Regions from separate parts of the Triticum aestivum genome. Here region 1 is linked to region 2. The links are chromatin contacts, called in public Hi-C maps. All regions are on one chromosome and are shown on one strand. The core of a region is the stretch at or near the end of the contact, and the rest is flanking DNA. Distances in the headings are between cores, read along the strand shown. Region 1 holds the start of LOC123074672 (probable glutathione S-transferase GSTU6). Region 2 holds the start of LOC123078923.

Region 1 (5,597 bases), core at 716-3,215, 170 kb before region 2:
TTAATTTATGTTCACATATTCAAAAATTGTTTGCACATCCAAATTTGTTTGGATTTTCGAAGAAATTCTAGAAATTGGCAATATGTTCTTGATTTAAAAAATTGTTACCATTTTGATTTATTTCCACAAATGCAAAAAATGTTTGTGTTTTAAAAAAAAGTCAGATATTTCAAATTTGTTCGCCATTTTAGAAAATTATTCAGGTTTTCAAAAAAAGTTCAAAAAATAACTTAGTTTTAGATTATTGTTTGGGATTTTTCAAATAGTGTTAAGTCTGCTACAACTATTAGTTTTTAAGTCTTGCGATATATTTGTCACCAGATCTTTTTGTCGTAGTAGCTAGCAGCAAGGGCGCTTGGGTACGCAATTGCAGGTTTGAATCCCAGCAACCGCGCTACCTTTTTGCGACTTTCACCATCGCATTCGCGGCGCACCGCAATGGGCCGGCCCAGTCGGGCGCACCTTGTGCGTTGGGGCGTGTATTTGCCGCATTCTAGTATTCTCATGTTCCACAAATACATCATTCCATGTTTTAGCCATGCCATGTTTTAGCCCACCCCCTAGAGCCTCGTTCTCGGCCCTGCCCAGGGAAATAACTCTTTGCTGGGCCATCAGCCATGCCAGGAGCCAGGTCTAGTCCATCCGGCTTGAATTGACACTGCTCTAGTGTTCTCATGTTCCACAAATACATCATTCCACGAGTATTTCTCTAATTTCCTAAAAAAACGAGTATTTCTCTAAGAAAAACTTACACAAGGATCCATATTAATTATCGCTGATTTAGTACATGACAGAGGTTGCTGAAAAAAAGTACATGACAGAGACTACAGTTTCAGTAACAGGGTTACTCGACGGAGACTCCGTGACACTGAAATTTCCGGGGGATAAATCATGCTATCAGCGTGTTATCCCACTGAATACATTATTCCACTTCAATTTCTTTACTGAACACAATTACATATGAACACTCCAACTGAGAACTCCTCACACTTCCCTCTCTTTATTCAACACGCACACCTCTAAGCAGAGCTTTAAATATTTCTCATACGAAAATGTAGGAGAGGCTCGCAATTAGCTAGAAGCAGCAGGTGCAGCCAGTTTCGCGAGAAACCCCTTGTAGTGCTCCATGATCCTCACGGCTTCGGGCATCACCTCCTCCACGGCGTCCACGGCCATGAACCGCTCGGCCCACGCCGCGAGGCCCGGGACCCTGGCCTCGTCCAGCAGGCTGGTGCCGCCGAACTCGTCCACCGCCCTGATCCACACCACGAAGCTTCCGAGCGCGAGGTCGACGATCCCGACGGCGTCGCCGCCGAAGAAGGCCTTGCCCTTGGAGCACTCCGTGAGCGCCCGCTCCAGCGTCTCCACCTGAGGCAGCACCTTCTCGTACGCCTCCGCTCTCTGCTCCGCCGTCGTCGCCCTGAACAGCGGCCTCCACGACGGGAAGAACTGCAAGCGGATCACACGGACTCAGCAAGTCGTAGAACCAATCGGTGTCTGTCCGCTGATTTTACAGTACGAAACTCGAAGTACGATGAACAAACCGAGCAGAGGGTGTTTGTACCGTGTCGTTGACGTAGGTGGCCCAGAAGCGGGCGACGGCGCGGTCGTGGGGGTCGGCGGGGAGGAGCGGCGTCCCGGCCCCGGCCCAGGCCTCGTCGACGTACTCGAGGACGACGAGCGACTCGCACACCGGCCGGCCGTCGTGGATGAGGACGGGGACCTTCTTGTGCACCGGGTTGGAGCCGAGCAAGAGGTCGCTCTTGTGCTGCAGGTCCTCCTCGATGTACTCGTAGCTGAGGCCCTTCATCTGCAGCGCCACCTTCACGCGGATCACCCAGGGGCTCATCCACGCGCCCAGCAGCTGCAGCTCGCCTTCTTCTCCTCCTCCTCCTGTCATTGCAGAGTGCAGAGGGAGCCTTCAGAGTTCAAAGAGACTTGTGTAGTGCTTTCTTGTTCGATTTTGTGCTCAGCCGCTCAGGTGATATAATCCGGTTTCTTAGTTTGACCAGTGGATTGATTTTGACTGGTTAACTTGGAAGTGGAGAGTCGTGGAAACTTGTTGAAAATCAAAAACATGTACTCCCTCCGTTCCGAATTAGTTGTCTTAGATTTGTCTAGATACGAATGTATCTAGACTCATTTTAGTGCTAGATACACCCGTATCTAGACAAATCGAAGACAAGTAATTCGGAACGGAGGGAGTACATGATAGGCAGGAAGCTTCACGTGGGGACAGGCAACCTAACCAGGTTGTGGAAAGACTCTATTAATGGGTTAACTCCTTTCCAAGAACAATTCCCATACCTCTTTGATATTTGTATTGATCAAGATTGTACCCTGGATATGCTTAGCTCCATAACCTGTTCTAGCTTTTTCCGCAGAAGATTGAACGCTGATTTGACAGACCAGTGGTCTAATCTTAGAGATCAGGTGCGCAATCTGAACTTACCGAATGCCCCTGACTCGGTGTATTGGTACCTGAATAAATCTGGCAAATACACTACCAAATCCATGTATAAATGGCTTGAAAACCCCCTTAGCGGATGCAGCTATAGGTGGATTTGGAAAGCCAAAATCCCTCTCAAAATACAAGTCTTTCTTTGGCAACTCTCACAAGATGCCGTCCTGACTAGGCAGGTGATGCGGCATCGAAAATGGCCAGGGAACCCTGTGTGTTCCTTCTGCCAACAAATTGAAACTTCCCAGCACTTGTTCTTTGAATGTTCTGTTGCCAGAGTGGTTTGGAGGTCTATTGGAGTAACTCTGGGGACTGATCTTTGCCCTAAGAACTGCTGGCAATTTTTTGTTTGGTGCTACTCTTTCATCCCCGACTACGAACGTTTCTATACGGTGGCCTTGTGCGCGATTACCTGGTCCATTTGGCTGGCGCGAAACCGTGCTACTTTTGAGAACAAGATGATCAAATCTCCTTTTGAGATTGTGTTTACGGTGGTTTCCTTCCTTCTTTATTGGGCAGGGCTCCAGGGCGGGGACGACGTCAAGCAGCTTCGGGCAGGGGCGGAGATGATTCGCGACGGGACGATGAGGCTGATGCGAGCCTGTGATGCAACTATCAAGATTGGAGACTAAACATCAAAAATAGGGAAGGAGATCGACGGATTATCCCCCAAGCACCTCATACCCACGTTGCGGCCCGTTTACCCCGGTCGTCAGGACAGAGAACTACTGTTTTGAGCTACGGCTACTGGTGTTTTGCTGTCATACTTTCTGGTGGCTTTTGGACTGTCGTTTGTAATAGGTCTAGATGTTTGGTGCTACTAGGTTTTCGCCCCATGGCGCCCATTTCGATGGCGGGCGGGTGCCGTGGGTTTCCTAGTAGTGCGTTGAACTCGCTCTCCCCTTCTCCCTGTTCTTAGTCTCATCTCTGTTTCTCAGACTGGTTGTATTTCCGTTCTAAGTAATGGAAAGGGGGTTAGCCCGGTTCAAAAAAGTGGAGAGTCGTGCATGCTTCAGGTGTCGTCGTTTCATTGTTCGAGAGAGTTGCATCACTCGTCAGCGTTGTCGTATGCTCAGGAAAGGAATAGGTGGCAGGTAGTGAGGTCACTGGTGCTTCATGAGGAGTAGTTGGCTTGTGTCCTAGCTCATGTTGTGTCAGCCGTCTCCAACGCTCACCGCAAATTTGCTCCTGCGGAGTTCAAATGTTTAAATGCAGTGTAGTTCTAATTTAAAATGTTTAAATATTAAACTTCAATATTTTGTCTCTCTTAACTGTCGACTGATGCTCAATAGATCTTCTTTTAGTTGTTCGTGAGTTACTCAATGCCGAATTTGTTGATGCATTTGAACAAACTCTTTAAATATGGTCGAAAAGTATGATATGATCACTCACGTTCCTAAATCCAAGACCCGCCACAACATTCTCACCCTCATCCTCCACGATTATGTTGTGCATGACCACACACCATGTCATCACCTTGATCAAGGTCTACAGATCGCATTACTCCAAATTCTAGACATTCTTTCTAGCTGCTTCTTGTCTTTGCGCAAAGTGAGACTTTTTCTGACCAATTGGGTTAGAGATGATGTTCCCAAAGGTAGCCCAAGGAGGATAAATAACGTCAATCAGATAGTAGCTCATGTTGTACTTATGCGCATTGACATTATAGTGGGAAGGAGCAGTTTTTTCCTTCAGCCAGCCCAACAGACAATGGTGATCGCTGCAACACATTGATGTCATTGTGAGACTCAGGCATGCCAAATCCAAAGATCTTGTGATGCAACTGCTTCAAGAATGATGGTGGGCTTCTTAACATGACCTTGATATTCCCCTTGCAAAGCTTTTGGACAGTTCTTCCATTTCCAATGCATGTAATCAAGCGATTCGAGCAAACCTGACCACCCTCTTGCTTCTGAGATTGCCAAGAGCCTCTTGGTGTCTGCCACAGTTGGTTCTCTCAGGTACTGTGGCCCAAACACCGAGACCACGACAGTTGCAAACCTTACCATGGCATATTCGCATGTCCTCTCGGACATCCGCAGGTACTCGTCCCACAAATCAACGGTCGTGCCATATGCAAGCATCCGCAATGCGGCCGTGCACTTCTGGTAACTAGAGAAACCAATCCTTCCCATGGCGTCCTTCTTCAAGATGAAGTACTCATCAAAGGACCAGATGCCATGGTAGAGACGATCGAAGAAATTTTTGCGCATCTGAAAGCACCGACGAAAATTGTCAGCGAAGAGGGCATTGGGGGAAAAGTAATCATCGATCGGCGTCGGTCGCGCCCACTTGCGATTGAGCACTCGATGACCCTTAATCGATCCCTTAAAATTGAGAACATGCTCTTCCGCACACTCCGCGTCTGCAAGTACCGCCTACATCATCGCCGTCTCATCCGTGTAGTCCTCCTTGTCAGAAGACTAAACATAGTGCTCGTAGACGTACTCCATATCCGAATCCATTGCTTCAAAGAAGAATGGATAATTTTTTTAGCTCAGGCAATTCACGAAACAAATGTTGGGCATGGTGAGCATTCACTGGTACAACAAGGTGCTATACAAACGGTTTTTAACCCCTTTCCACGATGATGTTTTGAACCGTCGCCAAGTGAGTGACTGCGATAGGGGTGTCCTTCCCACATGACCCAGAAACTGTCGGGGAAAGGCCCTCCTGGCACACATGCTCGGAAAAATGAGGTCGTCTGCGATGGGCGAGTGATGAAATACGATTATACAGGCCCAATCGGTTCCGGTCGTAAGTACATCCCACACAGTCAGTCCCAAACAAACGTTTATGTTTGTTATGTACATCCCACACAGTCAATCCAGAGAAAACGTTTGCGTTCTTATGTACATCCCACACAGTCAATCCTGGGAAAACATTTTCGTTCTTATGTACATACCACACGGTCTGCCTCTGGAGTCCACTCCACGGGTCCTGCCTTCTTCAAAATCTTGAAGAACGGCAAGGCGCGCTCGGGAGACTTGGAAATGAATCTGCTAAGTGCGGCAACACATCCAGTCAAACGCCTCACATCCTTAACCGTCTTGGATGCTTGGATTTGCTCGATAGCCTTGATCTTATCGGGGTTGTCCTCTATCCCTCGGTGGGACACAAAGAAGCCAAGCAACTT
Region 2 (5,504 bases), core at 70-2,569:
GTGAAAAATCGTCATTGATCTAGGCTATTAACAGGTATCGGATTCAAAACCGACACCCGACAGCTTAACGACAACCCGTTACAGTGGCTGCCACGTGTCGGTTACCCTGAACAGGTAACAATCCTATAGGATATGGGTAAATAATTACCCATTGGTTTTTCATTAGGAAAAAATTATACCCATTGGGTAAGCCGGGTACGTGCATGGGAAGGTAATATCCTTACTCGCATACCTGTATGTTTATTCATTATGACAGGTAGGCCCTATATGTAATTCACTAAAAATGTGAAAACTCTAGCGTCGCTTTACTCAGCCGCAGCCTCGACCCGAAATCCCTCCCCGTACACCTCCCGCGTTGTCACTCACACCACAGAAACCTCCTTTGTCCCCATCTCTCTTCCGTCACAAACCCTAGGGAAGGATCCACCGGCCGTGGTCGAGGCATGCAGTGATGCGACCAGCCACCTCCCTCATCTCCTCGTCTCCTCCTTCCACTCCAGGTGACCAACAGACCAAGCCATCCCCTCCCTCCATTGCCTGTCCTCCATCCCATCTCCTCCACGCGAGCACCGCCAAGCTGCCAGAGCACCTCCTTCCGCCATGCCTCGAGCTCCAGTGGACAAACACATCCTGGAATGTTATGTTTATATACTGAAATGCTGAAATGTTGTGTTTTACACACTGAAATGCCGAAATAATGCATGCCAAAATATGAAATGAAAGGTGGCCGAGATAGGTATTTTCACCCGCGGTATTGCCCGCACCCGGCCAGGTACAGGTATGGGAACAATATGAAACCCGGGGTGCGGGTACGGGTTTGGGCAAAAATTATTGGGACGGGTGCAGATTTGGGCGAGCTCGCACCCGACCCAAGTGGATACCATGTAGATGGGGTCCTCGGCCCGGCCCACGTGGCCGTAAGACGACATGGTTACTAGTGAGTGACCCCTAATCTGAAACACCATCAGTAGTTTTGAATTGGTCTGCAAGTTATGCATATTTATCGTGTCAATTAATTTGTGCATCACAACTTTACTGTCCAGTACTCCAGTTCAAACAAGCTGACCGTTCATGTTTTTGTGTGTTCATTTTCGCTTCCGGTCATTTTAGTGTTCATTTTCGCTTCTGCCAAAACACACTGAGAAACAAATGTGACAACTGATAAGTGTTCAGTTCCGTCCGTTCTCGGCCCTAGCGGCAAGACCACCCACCGTGTCAAACCCAACGTGGCCGCGGGGATTTACCGGCGCAACATGGAACCACCGCTGCCCGACCGGGTGGTAAAAACCAAATCGGTCGGTCGGTGTCGGACCGGGTGGTAAAAACCAAATCGGAGACGGAGAGAAGCAAGGAGAAGACGCCAGAAACAAAGCGAGCACTCCGACCGCCCAACGCCATGCCGCTCCTCCACGGCGCCAGCCTCCGGGCCCTCCTCGCCGGCGCCGCCGTCGCTCACCTCTCCTCCTTCCCCATCGTGCGCGCCTCCCCGTGCGCTCCTCCCCAGCCGCTGCGGCTCCGCGCCTTCGCCTCCCACAGCGCCTCGGAACCTCCGCCGCCGCCCCCCTCCTCGCCCTCGCCCTCCACCTCGCGTGTCCTCGCCTCCGCGGCCGCGGCGTGCGACTGCGAGGAGGGGGCGAAGCCCGCGATCTGCACGGCGGACGAGCTGCACTACGCGCCCGTGCCAGGCACCGAGTGGCGGCTCGCGCTTTGGAGGTACCGCCCGCCGCCTGAGGTGTGTGCTTGATCCTGCATGCGGCTAGGCGGTGGTCGCGGCTTTGTTACGCTTGCCTTCGTTTGGTTGCTGATCTCGTGCTCGCTTGGTTCGTGCAGGCGCCCAAGAGGAACCACCCACTGATGCTGCTCTCCGGAGTGGCCACCAATGCGGTGGGATTCGACCTGTCCCCTGGGGTGAGTTGATCCATAACTACGCTACTGCTATCGATAAATCTCGCTGCAAACAGTACATTCTGTTTTTTTTTTGTGAAGAAACCCATATGATGTTCGATTAATCTTTGTAAAATTGCTTGTATAATGATGTTGCAAATGCAAACTGGTAGCCATCTTTTAGCTTGGACTCACGTATCATGAGGATTCGACCTGTCCATCTAAACCCCCATCCTCAAGCTCTAGTTTCTTTTGTGTCTTTTGTGTTTGTTTTTGGTTTTCACTCGGGTTTCCTTATTTAAACCGAGTGTTGTATGATTTTCGGATCCGGTTTCCCTCATTAAGTGGATCAACTCTATTCTTAATGAAATTGCGGGAGCTCCCGGCCCTCTGACGAGGTTCCGTCCATTTTTTGTGGACCTTTAGTTCATTTTACTCTGTTTATCCTGTAGTTTAATTCAGTTTTAATTTTGATGTATTCTGTAATGTAAATACAATGAAATTAATTGTAGTAAGCCCACCCCGAGATGAGTGCTCTCTCCTCCGACTTCCCTAGAGCCTCCGGTATCACAGCAGAGACAGCGACGGGTTCTCCACCCATACGCGGATGGGGCGACAGAAGTATGGAAATAAGATAAGCAAAAATTTAGAAAGGAAAGTTCAATAAGCATATCATGGAGTAAACCGAGTGTTATGAACAAACAAACACGAAATCCACTCTTCAAGAGAAGTTTGTATTATATTTATTGGCATCTTTATTGTTTTACTGTAATTGGCTAATTGCAATTGCAGTAAAATGCATCCTAGCACACCTCCAGGGATATAGCAATCAGCAGACCTAGAAGTACCAAAATTTGAAAACGCTTACATGTACTCCCTCCATCCCAAAATATAGTATAACTATCATAGTGTCAAAAATGGTCTTTACATTTTGGGACAGGGGAGTAGTTGTTATGAAATTTATTGTGAACAAAACATAGTGTTTAATTATACTGCGGATAGTTATGAATTCATATGTTGCTAATATGAAATTTATTAGAGCCGCAATTGGGGTTTACTTGCATAACTGGGATGCAGCTAGACGGCAATGAAGTACCTTTTCTTGCACAAATATGGAAACAACACATATTTAACGGAAAACAAAAGCCGTATCTTCAGTTTTCCAGTAACTGTTGTAGGAATGTTTGCCTAAGTTGTTGGCTTATTGTACACGATTTACGAAGGGGAATCTGTAGAACTTATGAAGATTGCAGTTAAGACTATGCTTGTGCACTCTTCAAGAGTCAAATGAAAGGTGTAATTGCTGGTGTGCTTGTATCACAGGACTCAAACTATTTCAAAAACATTTCCTGCCTCTGAATTTTATGGTTGGTCCATAATTACCTGTCTTTTTTGTATTATATTTAATATATGTTACACTCAAGAAAGAAACAGTTATACATCTACTGTCTTCCTTGTTATTGTTGCCATGTTTGTAGGCATTTCTTTTATGGCTTCCCCTTTACCCTGGACTTCCATTGATACAAATGAAATGATGACAGGCTTCCTTTGCCCGTCATATGTCTATGCAAGGGTTTGATACATGGATTGTTGAGTTGCGTGGTGCAGGCCTCAGCACACGTGGATCAGAATTAGCTGCAGCTAGCACCAAGTCTGACATGTCCTCTAATTCAGGTGTGGATAAAATTTTGACACAGAAAGTAAATGTTGTTCCTCCTGCCAAGGATATGTCAACTAATGAACCTCAAAGTTCTGAAGTTCCAGTACTAACAGACACGAATGTGCTAGAAACAAACACATCAGAAGAACCACAACTGGTGACAAAGTTAGCAAATGCTTTGGCACAATTGAGTGTAACATTTTCAGGCTATGTAAGAGATAGCCAACTGAGAAACATCACTGACAGTTTTTTTGATCGAGTGACAGAACTTGTCCCTGATGCCTCATTAACTAGTAGTCTTGAGGAGGTTGCAGATAAATTTCTAGGGTTGATGGAATTGCCACAGACATCAGCAATATATGATCAAATTAGCCAATTAAGTCAGCGCCTTGTGAAGATTCTTGGGGAAGGTCAACAAAATGTTTCCCCTCGGTTATTTGGCTGGCAAGAACGCCTCTCTGCAACCATAGAAGATCTCCAGAAGCAGTTGGAGCTGATTATTAGTTATGATTGGGACTTTGACCATTACCTGGAGGAGGATGTACCTGCAGCGGTTTGTAGACATACTCTTTACTGTCGAGAGATTAATTGAAGGTACCTTGAACTGCTTAGTAAGAAGTATGGTGATTTTTTGTTTGTGCAGATAGATTATATAAAACAGCAGAGTGTACCCAAGGATGGAAAATTGCTTGCTATTGGTCATTCTATGGGAGGAATCTTGTTGTATGCAATGGTTTCGAAGTGTGGTATGTTTCATTAACCTGTGCCTTTTTGGGTTTTCTTTTAATCTTTCTTAGAGCAGGGCAAACAACTTTTTTCGTTTTAGCAAATTGAATATTTCACATCTTCAACTAGTAGTGAGGCTAGGATAGCTGAAGTATAACACACCAATATTACACTTTCATTTTTAACTGTAATTATTTGCACAAGCATCCATGGATGCCTTTGAATTTTATTTGTTTGTTTGTTTGATATGGGGGTCTGGAAGCCTCTCAGGAACTGTCCCTTGCACCATAGCTTTTGGCCATTGCGTATTAAAGCAAAGGCAAAGTTCTAAGTCATGAACACACTCCACTATAGTATTAAGAAATCACGGCAACCTGTCGTGTCTGCTTTATCTAGTCCTTGGTGGCTTATTCCTGCTAGCGCTTCCTTTAAATAGAGCTTGCTGGATATTTGGTAAAATTGAATGGACTGCCATCATCCAGACATTGGTCAAATCTTGTCAAGGTTGGAAAGATTTTTCGATAAAGGGATTTTTATAGACGGCCTCATCAAGGTGATACAGCTGTGTGAATTCACTCCTGGCCTCTACATAACGAGATGCGCACATCCCTTACAGGCAACAAGCATAGTCTCAAATGAAAGCGACATACACAAAAAGAAGGTAGCCATAGACTAAACCGCCATCCGTGCTGGCCTGCTGGGTAAAAGCCTCCTTATGGTTAGCGGGATGGTGGGTCCATGGATGATGGCTGGCGATCAGTAGTACCAGCAACCCTGGTTTTGCACTCTTGCTTGTCTCATGGTAGATTTGGAAAGAGAACGGTTTCAGGATTGTCCAAAACTTGAGCAACTTCCAACTGTGCAACATTAGGGATGAGGCTAGTAAGGGTGCGTTTGGTTGTATTGCCCAGCTTGCCCATAGCTGAGCTAGCCTAGCTAGCTTAGCTCGGATGGGTTACCTTTGCCTTAGCTGCACGTTTGGTTCAATGCCGTTGCTAGCAAGGGCCAGCAGCTAGTCGTTTGGTTGTGCTGCGGGCAAAGTAGCTCATCTTCACAGTATCTAAATACATCTAGCTTATAACAAATGCATCAACAATACAATATCGTTGAAAAAAAATCAGTGAAACAGAGAAATGACTACAGGCAGATCAAGTTCTAAATAGTCATGCAAAAATTTAACGCAACTTTATGATTATAAATTTAACACACTTTGCAAACACACTGACTGATAAAA

Evidence for each region. A called contact is a pair of places that touch in the nucleus more often than the background predicts.
Region 1: a Hi-C map of leaf shows a contact between it and region 2, with 3 times the contacts expected there. The contact joins the promoter of LOC123074672 here to the promoter of LOC123078923 in region 2. A contact is called at or near these places in 2 of 5 Hi-C or Micro-C datasets (both in leaf).

What each region holds. Positions count from the first base shown.
Region 1 is chr3D:364,567,164-364,572,760 of IWGSC CS RefSeq v2.1, reverse strand. LOC123074672 (probable glutathione S-transferase GSTU6) reads right to left here and starts at 1,965. Exons shown (of 2, transcript XM_044497450.1): 1 at 1,565-1,965; 2 at 909-1,449. The coding sequence starts at 1,900. The coding sequence ends at 1,072.
Region 2 is chr3D:364,393,273-364,398,776 of IWGSC CS RefSeq v2.1, reverse strand. It overlaps LOC123078923, which reads left to right and starts at 1,319. Exons shown (of 10, transcript XM_044501575.1): 1 at 1,319-1,732; 2 at 1,831-1,908; 3 at 3,426-3,558; 4 at 3,859-4,097; 5 at 4,188-4,290. The coding sequence starts at 1,397.